Regions from separate parts of the Mus musculus genome. Here region 2 is linked to region 1. The links are chromatin contacts, called in public HiChIP or PLAC-seq maps. All regions are on one chromosome and are shown on one strand. The core of a region is the stretch at or near the end of the contact, and the rest is flanking DNA. Distances in the headings are between cores, read along the strand shown.

Evidence for each region. HiChIP or PLAC-seq counts read pairs in DNA pulled down with a chosen protein or histone mark.
Region 2: a contact with region 1 is called in a BATF HiChIP or PLAC-seq map of CD8 T cells, with 14 read pairs. The contact joins two enhancer-like sites. A contact is called at or near these places in 1 of 15 datasets of contacts at CTCF or cohesin (CD8 T cells), 5 of 484 Hi-C or Micro-C datasets (CD8 T cells, Th1 cells, cortical neurons and 1 more) and 3 of 115 datasets of contacts at active chromatin or transcription factors (CD8 T cells, effector CD8 T cells and memory CD8 T cells).

The regions. Positions count from the first base shown.
Region 1 is chr7:58,390,712-58,394,612 of GRCm38.p6, forward strand. No RefSeq gene overlaps it. Among named protein-coding and RNA genes, the nearest start is that of n-TEttc7, 6.7 kb to the right of the region's middle. Within about 2 kb of position 2,285, at least 25 of the 459 cell types and tissues checked have an H3K27ac peak or open chromatin away from gene starts, as enhancers often do. A contact at or near this core is called in CD8 T cells, effector CD8 T cells and memory CD8 T cells, where this site is marked.
Region 2 is chr7:58,473,755-58,477,934 of GRCm38.p6, forward strand. No RefSeq gene overlaps it. Among named protein-coding and RNA genes, the nearest start is that of n-TEttc7, 77 kb to the left of the region's middle. Within about 2 kb of position 1,652, at least 24 of the 459 cell types and tissues checked have an H3K27ac peak or open chromatin away from gene starts, as enhancers often do. A contact at or near this core is called in CD8 T cells, effector CD8 T cells and memory CD8 T cells, where this site is marked.

The sequences.
Region 1 (3,901 bases), core at 1,035-3,534:
CATATAGGTTGATAGCATAAAATAGTGATAGCTTTGTGGGAACATACTAGTGTTGTGAATATTTGAGCTTCCTTGCTTTTTCAGGAAAAAGAGTCTAGAGGCATAGAGCACATATAGCACCCAGGTCTTAGTTTTGGGTTCTATTCTCCATTATATGGGACTAGAGTTCCTTGGAGAAAGGTTGCTTCAGAGACTGATATGGGAAGTATATAAGATAAGACTAGTGTGTCATATTGTGGAAAATCAAGGAAGTACACAAATATATGTAATAAATAATTAAATAGTACACAATGATATTTCTTGTAAGAAGAAAAATATCCTCATTGAAGCCACCAATTCAAGTCAGTTCTAATACCATTGACCAAGAGGTAACATTGGCTCCCAAAATCTACCCTCCTCATGAAGGTACCAGCTGATAGCCTATGCTGTTTTCACCTGTGTACTTGACCCACCTCACCAGCTTTAAACTAGAATTAGTATAGCTCCCTTCTTGGGTTCAATTAATATGCTAGACAGGCTCAGAGAATTCCATTTATTATAAAGGATGCTGCAGAGGGTGCATAGAAAGAGATAATAGAAAAGTGGTAAACCCTTTACTTTGGGGTTTTTATTGGTGGTGTGAGGGGGGATGGAGGGTGATGCTGTTTTGGTTTTCTTTTTCTTTTTCTCTACAGTGATGGGGATAAAATCAGGGGCCTTGTGCATACTGCACATTCTACCACTGAGCTGCATGGTCATATCTAGTGGATTCTTGTGGAGACTTGACTACATATGCATGGTTGAAGGAATCGCCAGCTTTGGGCGATAATATTTAACCTCCAGCCTCTCTCCTCTGAAATTAGTGAGTCTTAATTTCACAATATCAAACCTTAAGAAAGAATCAGGAGGAAAAAGAGGGAAAACCAAAGGCAAAGGAAGATAAATTGGGGTGAGATAAGCCATTGTGTGCAACTGAATAATAATTCACACATGAAACTTTAAACTTTGAGTAAGTCACAAAAATAGTATGTGTGTCTGTGAATCTTATGGTGTGCTTGGAGTCCAGAAGAGGGCATGGCATTCTTGGGAAGTACAGTTATTTGCTGTCGTGTGCGTACTAGGATTTGAACCTAAGCCTTCTGGAAGAGCAGCCAGTGTTTTAACCTCTGAACTATCTCTCCAGACTCAAAGTTTTTCTTTAAGAGTGAATATTCTTGTCTTTCTTTTCTTTTCCTTTCCTTTCTTTTCTTTTTCTTTCTTTCTTTCTTTCTTTCTTTTTTTTTTTTTTTTTTTTTTTGGTGTTGTTTTTTGAGACAGGGTTTCTCTGTGTAGCCCTGACTGTCCTGGAACTCACTCTGTAGACCAAGCTGACCTCCAACTCAGAAATCTGGCTGCCTCTGTCTCCCCAGTGCTGGGATTAAAGGCGTGCATCACCACTACCTGGTGAATATTCTCTTATTGTCTCTCGGTAGTAATTTCTATTATCATAATGCCTATGGACTTTGTACATGGGAGAAGATAATATGAAAACTTTTATTCTTCTTTTCTTAAGACATGTTTGTATACAATATAGCTGTATTAAAGCTCTTAGAGTGTACTGAGAAGAAATGAATCGCTTTTGGCAAGTTACAGTATCAAGTTTCTCATAAGGGAGAAGAAAGATGAGAAATAGCCTTCAGAAAGGCACCGAGAGTCAGTGAAGATGTGTCTGCGTGCTGGAGTACTTATCTTCCCCACACCCTTGGAGTGATCCCCAGCACCATAATTAAAAATAAAAATGTATCTTTCTTCTGAAAGAAAGAGGAAAGTCATTTATATGGCTTCAGCAAAGAGCTTCTGAAAGCCTGTTTTGACAGAATGGGGGTTCTGAGAGCATCAAGACATAAGATCAAAACGCCCACAAGACTAAGATGAGAGGAGAAATGCCTCCCTTGTGAAACTCAGCCAGCTCTCTTTTAAGCAAATCTCTTGTAAAGTTTTTTTTTTCAATTCAGTGTCTAGATTTGCACAATGTAAATCCAGAGCAGAGACTCATTGGACAATATATTATTTACAGTCATGTCTGGAATAAAAGGCTTACAGTTGTCAGCAAAGACATAGTGAGTCTTCAGAAATATTTGTTTTTTAAACATGTTTCATAGTGGGTCATCTTCCACAGTTTTCATCAGCTTAGCTGTTTCAGAAGGACCTGTGTGGGAGCCACTTTTTCCTATCAGCCAAGGCTTTCTTCCTATTCTGAAGTGCTTCTCAGATGAATACTTTGTGTATGCCAACGGTTTCTTGAGGTTGGCACTGTGGTTTGAGTCATCTTAGTGAAACTATGACAAAAAGATGCGCCCAGAGTGAGAGTTAGAGTTGGGCAGACAAAACATGAACCAGAATCTGAGTATGGGGCAGGTACAATTATACCAAGAATACTGTGTGTCTGCAGTAGTGGTTCCTGTGTGCTCTTAATCTTAGGAAGTTGGTAAAGTTAAGCTTTTGTAATTAGAAGCTTTCTAACAAAGTTCCAAAAAGCACAAACTTCAGGCATACAAAAAAAAAAAGGCTAAAGATTTGAGATGATCCTAGGCTAACCTACTCCTCAGGATCCTACTTAGGAAAAATTTTACTCTCTCAGTACTTGTAAGTGTACAGATGAAGCATCTCCATCGTGGGTCCAAGATACACATGCTGGAAAAAGGGTATTAGACTACCACATGTTACATGCTAGAATGCAATGCTGAGACAGAAAAAATACAACTAAGGATGAGTAAGTAAAAATTACTAGTCAGTTAAATGCCTTAGAGGGTAAAGGTGCTTGGTGGCAAGGCACATGACCTGAGTTTGGTCCCCTGGACTCTTCTGATGGAATGATAGTACCAACTTCAGAGGCTTGTCTTCTGACTTCCTCATAGGTGCAATGGTACTAGCATGCTTCCCAGTCTCCTTCCCAACAATAAATCAATAAACAAACAAAAAGCCCAAGTAAGCAAATAAATAAGTATAATTTAAATTTTTCCTACATCCTAACACACAAGAAAACAAAATAAACCCAATACTAAAAGCTTCCTATGAAATATTGGAGACCTGCTTAGGTAAGAGCAGTGCAGCACTGAGGCTGCCTCGGCTGTGTTATGCCACTGTGATTTAATGAAGGACCAGCAGGTCACACTTGCTTTAACAAAGGTTGATGACTAGGTACAGTGAAGGGAGTGTATACAATATAGAAACGGGGGTGGGGGGTGTTAGCTAGCAGGGCTAGAAATGAGCTACATGATTCAGCTTCTGATTGGGTAAGTTAAGGAAAAACCTAAAGAAGCAGAAGACTGCTGTCTTCTGATACCACTTGAGAGTGGAGGACATTCTACAATGGAGGGTTTCAAATAATTTAGTTTATAGGAAAATCAAACAAACTAGAGACCCACGTGATGTAAACTGACAAGGATTTGTAGTTGCTAATCTTAGCCAAGGAAAGGACACGTGGTGTTTTGTGAGTGACAAATGGACTTGTTTTGGTCTGTGCTTATACAAATGTAAGTCATATCTCATGGCATCCATTTAGTGTTTCTTTACGGATACATATTTAGGACTAACCACATGAGATTAGATAAGCCACCAGGAAGCTCTTCACTGCAGAAGACTGATTCTCCTTCAAGAATGGAAGGTTTTAAGCAAAAGGTCATGCTAGGAGACTCCCTAGAGAATCAGACTGAAAAGGAAAAAGGCTGAGGACACAGACCACATTTAGAATGCCAGAAGTTACTATCCAGTATGTGATTAACAACTACTAAAGGTGCTGAACATGGACTAACAAAATCATTAGACGGAAGACCTGAGACAAGTCAGGCAGCTTTACAACAACTTGGGAATACCCTAAGGAGGGCATGTACCAAACAAGGGCCATGGAACTGAGAGAGCTGCTGGAACAAGAGCTTAGAGC
Region 2 (4,180 bases), core at 402-2,901, 82 kb after region 1:
GGGAGGACAAGAGAAGACAGCAGTTCTTTATTTGAAAGAAAGAAGATGCCAGAGCAGACCAAACATCCACCCCAAAAGTTGAACATATGAATATATTATAATAATTAATTAAAGGACTGTCACCCAAGAGGGGTAAACAAATTAATTATTCTGTTTGACAGCATAAGGGCAAAACTCAGGAATTAGCTGAGTAAAAAAAAAAAAAAAAATGAAGATATTATTGAGTTTATATTGGTTGGACATGCCAAGCTAGGCAATCTGGGTGGTGAATCATCAATTGAAGGTATAATTATATGCATGATAATCATAACAAAGCAAGGATTTGGTCTGGACAGGAAGCTCAGCAGTTAACAGCACTTGTTGCCTTTGCAGAGGAACAGGGTTTGGTTCTATCATAGTCAATGGTCGATTGCTGTGAAGAGACGCCATAAGCAAAACATTATAATGGGAAACATTTATTAGGGATTGCTTACATTTTTGGAGGATTATTCCATTATCTCCCTGGTAGGAAGCATGATGGCACACAGGCAGACATGGTGTGGAGAAGGAGCAGAGAGAATCTGGATCCACAGGCAACAGAAAGAGACAGTGACCCACTTAGGTTCTAAAGAACCTCAAAGCCCACCCCAAGTAACACACTTTCTCCCACAAGGCCATACCTTCTAATCTTTTCAACAGTCCCACCCCCATGACTAAGCATTCAAACCTGTGAGTCTATGGGGTCATTCTCATTTAAATCCCAAGGGGTTCCCAGCATCAGACATGGATGCCCACAGCTGTAAGTGTAACTCCAATTACAGGGTATCAGATACTCTTACATGTTTTTAAAAAAAAATAAAGAAAAGCAATGATGGAACAGAGAGAGGGTGAGTAATGGACAATAGCTTTCCACATTCAATAGCACACAGGATACTTGCAGTCAGCCACAGTCAAAGGAATGTTTCAGAACAGCTCATTGGAAGCACTTCAGTGTTACCACGTGGGGAAGTGGCAGGTATTCGAGGTGACAGAAATGCCAGTTATGGTGACCTGACTGTTCCACGATACACTTGTGTACACCACCACCACAGTGCATGTGTGATTACTGTATATCAAGTAAAAATCAAAATGAAAGTCAAAAGTAAAGAAACATACTAAAGCCTGCCGTATTCCCTATTATACTAGGGGGAGTAACCAGGATGAGGGGAGATTTTATGTTTTATATATTTTTATCTTAAATGAACTTGTGCACATATTTCAATATATATCAAGGATTTGCCCAAAACATCGATAAAATCTTCACCTCCCAAAACTGGTTTAGAAATGTCTCCTCGTAAATAAACAGGGAACCAAATAAACCATTGGAGGCTGACAAAATTTTTCACTGTTTAGAGGGAAATACTCATAATTTTTACAAAGAGATTCTGTAGAAAAAGCTATGTTCAGTTGGTGGTTGTAAACCAGAAGTATGACTCCAGCCCTGATGAGTTGCAACAAATGAGATAAGTGTGAAGACAAAGGGCCCAGCTGGCCGTAATCTCTGAGCAAGTATCTGAGGTTCTACTTGGAAAGTGAAATCAAAGTGGAGTTAATAGAACTTTTTCTATTGTTAGGCAATAGGCAACCCTAGACAGGATGTGATTTGACAGTTATACGGTTTGGGAGATGACTGTACAGCTAATTCTCTCTGAGAAACCCTTGTTCAGTTCACTAACAATAACACAGCAGAGACCTGAGGTGACATTAAGGAAATAAAAGTCAATGACTTCCTCCAAGCTAGAAAGACTGTGTTCCTCACAGAGTGTCCTGGTAGCAAGTGAGTCACACTGAAGAGTGTGAGCACACGGAGCCAGCGATGTTCACTTAACGTATTCTGGAGTTGAAAATGTGCCTAGTTGGTTATTCAGAAATTCCCTTGGGAGGAAAGTCATCAGGAGACCACACTCAGGTAAAACATTGCCTTTCTGTGTGCTAAGGAACAAAGAATGGATTGCAAGAATGCTCCAAACAAGATTATGAATGACAACAACATGCTCAGGATTCAAGAAAGATGTTGTCTTCATTAGGATTTCTATTGCTATGAAGAGGCACCATGACCACAAAAATTCTTATGATGAAAAACATTTCATTGGGGCTGGCTTTCAGTCTAAAGGTTATGTCCACCATTGTCATGGCAGGAAGCATGGTGGCATGCAGGCAGACATGGTGCTGGCCAGTTAACTGAGAATTCTACACCTGGATCCACAGGCAGCAGGAAAAGTCTGAACTTTTGAAACCTCAAAGCTTATGCCCAGTGACACACTTCTTCCATCAATGTCACAACGTACTGCAACAAGGCCAATTGTCCCAATCCTTTCAAGTAATGCCATTTACTATGAGCCAGTCGGGACCATTTTCATTCAAACAAGCACAGGTGTGTCTATTCCTAAGGGAGGCAAAGTTCTGTATGAACTCACCCTGGAAAGTTTTTGTTTTATTATGTTGCTAATATTTCAAGTTATCATTTAATAAATGTTAATTTTATCATTCTTAACCTCCTTATGCATTTATAACCTACAGGAAATTTTTTTAAAATTCTCTCACAAATTTTGTTTTGTTTTTTCAAGACAATGTAGACCAAGCTGTCCTTGAACTCATGGGTGATCCTCTTGCCTTTGTTTTCTGAATGCTGAGATTTCTGGTATGGATTAGCACCCCAAATCTAATCATACACACACACACACACACACACACACACACACACTCACACACACACACATCGCCGCTGCCATCATCGTTGTCTTCATGTCATCGTCGTCATCATCATCATTACTCTAAAATTAATCTCCATGCTTCTTACAATCCCTGTGCATCCTCTTGGCTTGCAGGAATTTAGTTATGGTTCTAAGCTACAGTCAAGTGAAATGTGCTCAGCTGTGTTCAGAGTAGCATGGCTTCTGCATTTTTGTGGGTTGGAGAACTGAACCACTGCCTCTAGAAGCCCTGTGTTAAAGGCTTGATCTCAAGACTTTGGGACTATTGGTAGGTAGTAGGAGGTGGGGCTTATAGATGGAGTACATTAGGACACTTGGTCTAAGGGCATGCCCCTGAAGCTGCCTGTAGGACTATGGTCTTTCTTCTCACTTTGCTTTCTAGCTACCATGTAGTTAGTACTTTCCTGACCATATGACACCACAATGATGCACTGACTCCTCACAGCCCCAAAAGAAATAGAGTAAGAAATAGAGTCAAAATAAGCATTTTCACTTTTTTCTTTTTCTTTTATTAGGTTTTTTTCATTTATATTTCCAATGCTATCCCAAAAGTCCGGCATATCCTCCCCCCACCCACTCCCCTACCCACACACTCCCACTTCTTGGCCCTGGCATTCCCTTGTACTGAGGCATATAAAGTTTGCATGACCAATGGGCCTCTCTTTCCACTGACTAGGCCATCTTCTGATACATACACAGCTAGAGACACGAGCTCCGGGGGGTAATGGTTAGTTCATATTGTTGTTCCACCTATAGGGTTGCAGATACCCCCAGCTCCTTGGTTACTTTCTCTAGCTCCTATATTGGGGGCCCTGTGATCCATCCAATAGCTGACTGTAAGCATCCACTTCTGTGTTTGCTAGGCCCCAGCATAGTCTCACAAGAGACAGCTATATCAGGGTCCTTTCAGCAAACTCTTGCTAGTGTATGCAATGGTGTCAGCGTTTGGAGGCTGATTATGGGATGGATCCCCCTATATGAGAGTCTCTAGATGGCCCATCCTTTTGTCTCAGCTCCAAACTTTGTCTCTGTCACTCCTTCCATGGTTGTTTTGTTCCCAATTCTAAGAAGGGGCAAATTGTCCACACTTTGGTCTTCATTCTTCTTGAGTTTCATGTGTTTTGCAAATTGTCTCTTATATCTTGGGTATTCTAAGTTTCTGGGCTAATATCCACTTATCAGTGAGGAACACTCCTCCATTGTTGGTGGGATTGCAAGCTTGTACAACCACTCTGGAAATCAGTCTGGTGGTTCCTCAGAACATTGGACATAGTACTACCGGAGCATCCCACAATACCTCTCCTGGGCATATATCCAGAAGATGTTCCAACTGGTAAGAAGGACACATGCTCCACTATGTTCATAGCAGCCTTATTTATAATAGCCAGAAGCTGGAAAGAACCCAGATGCCCCTCAACAGAGGAATGGATACAGAAAATGTGGTACGT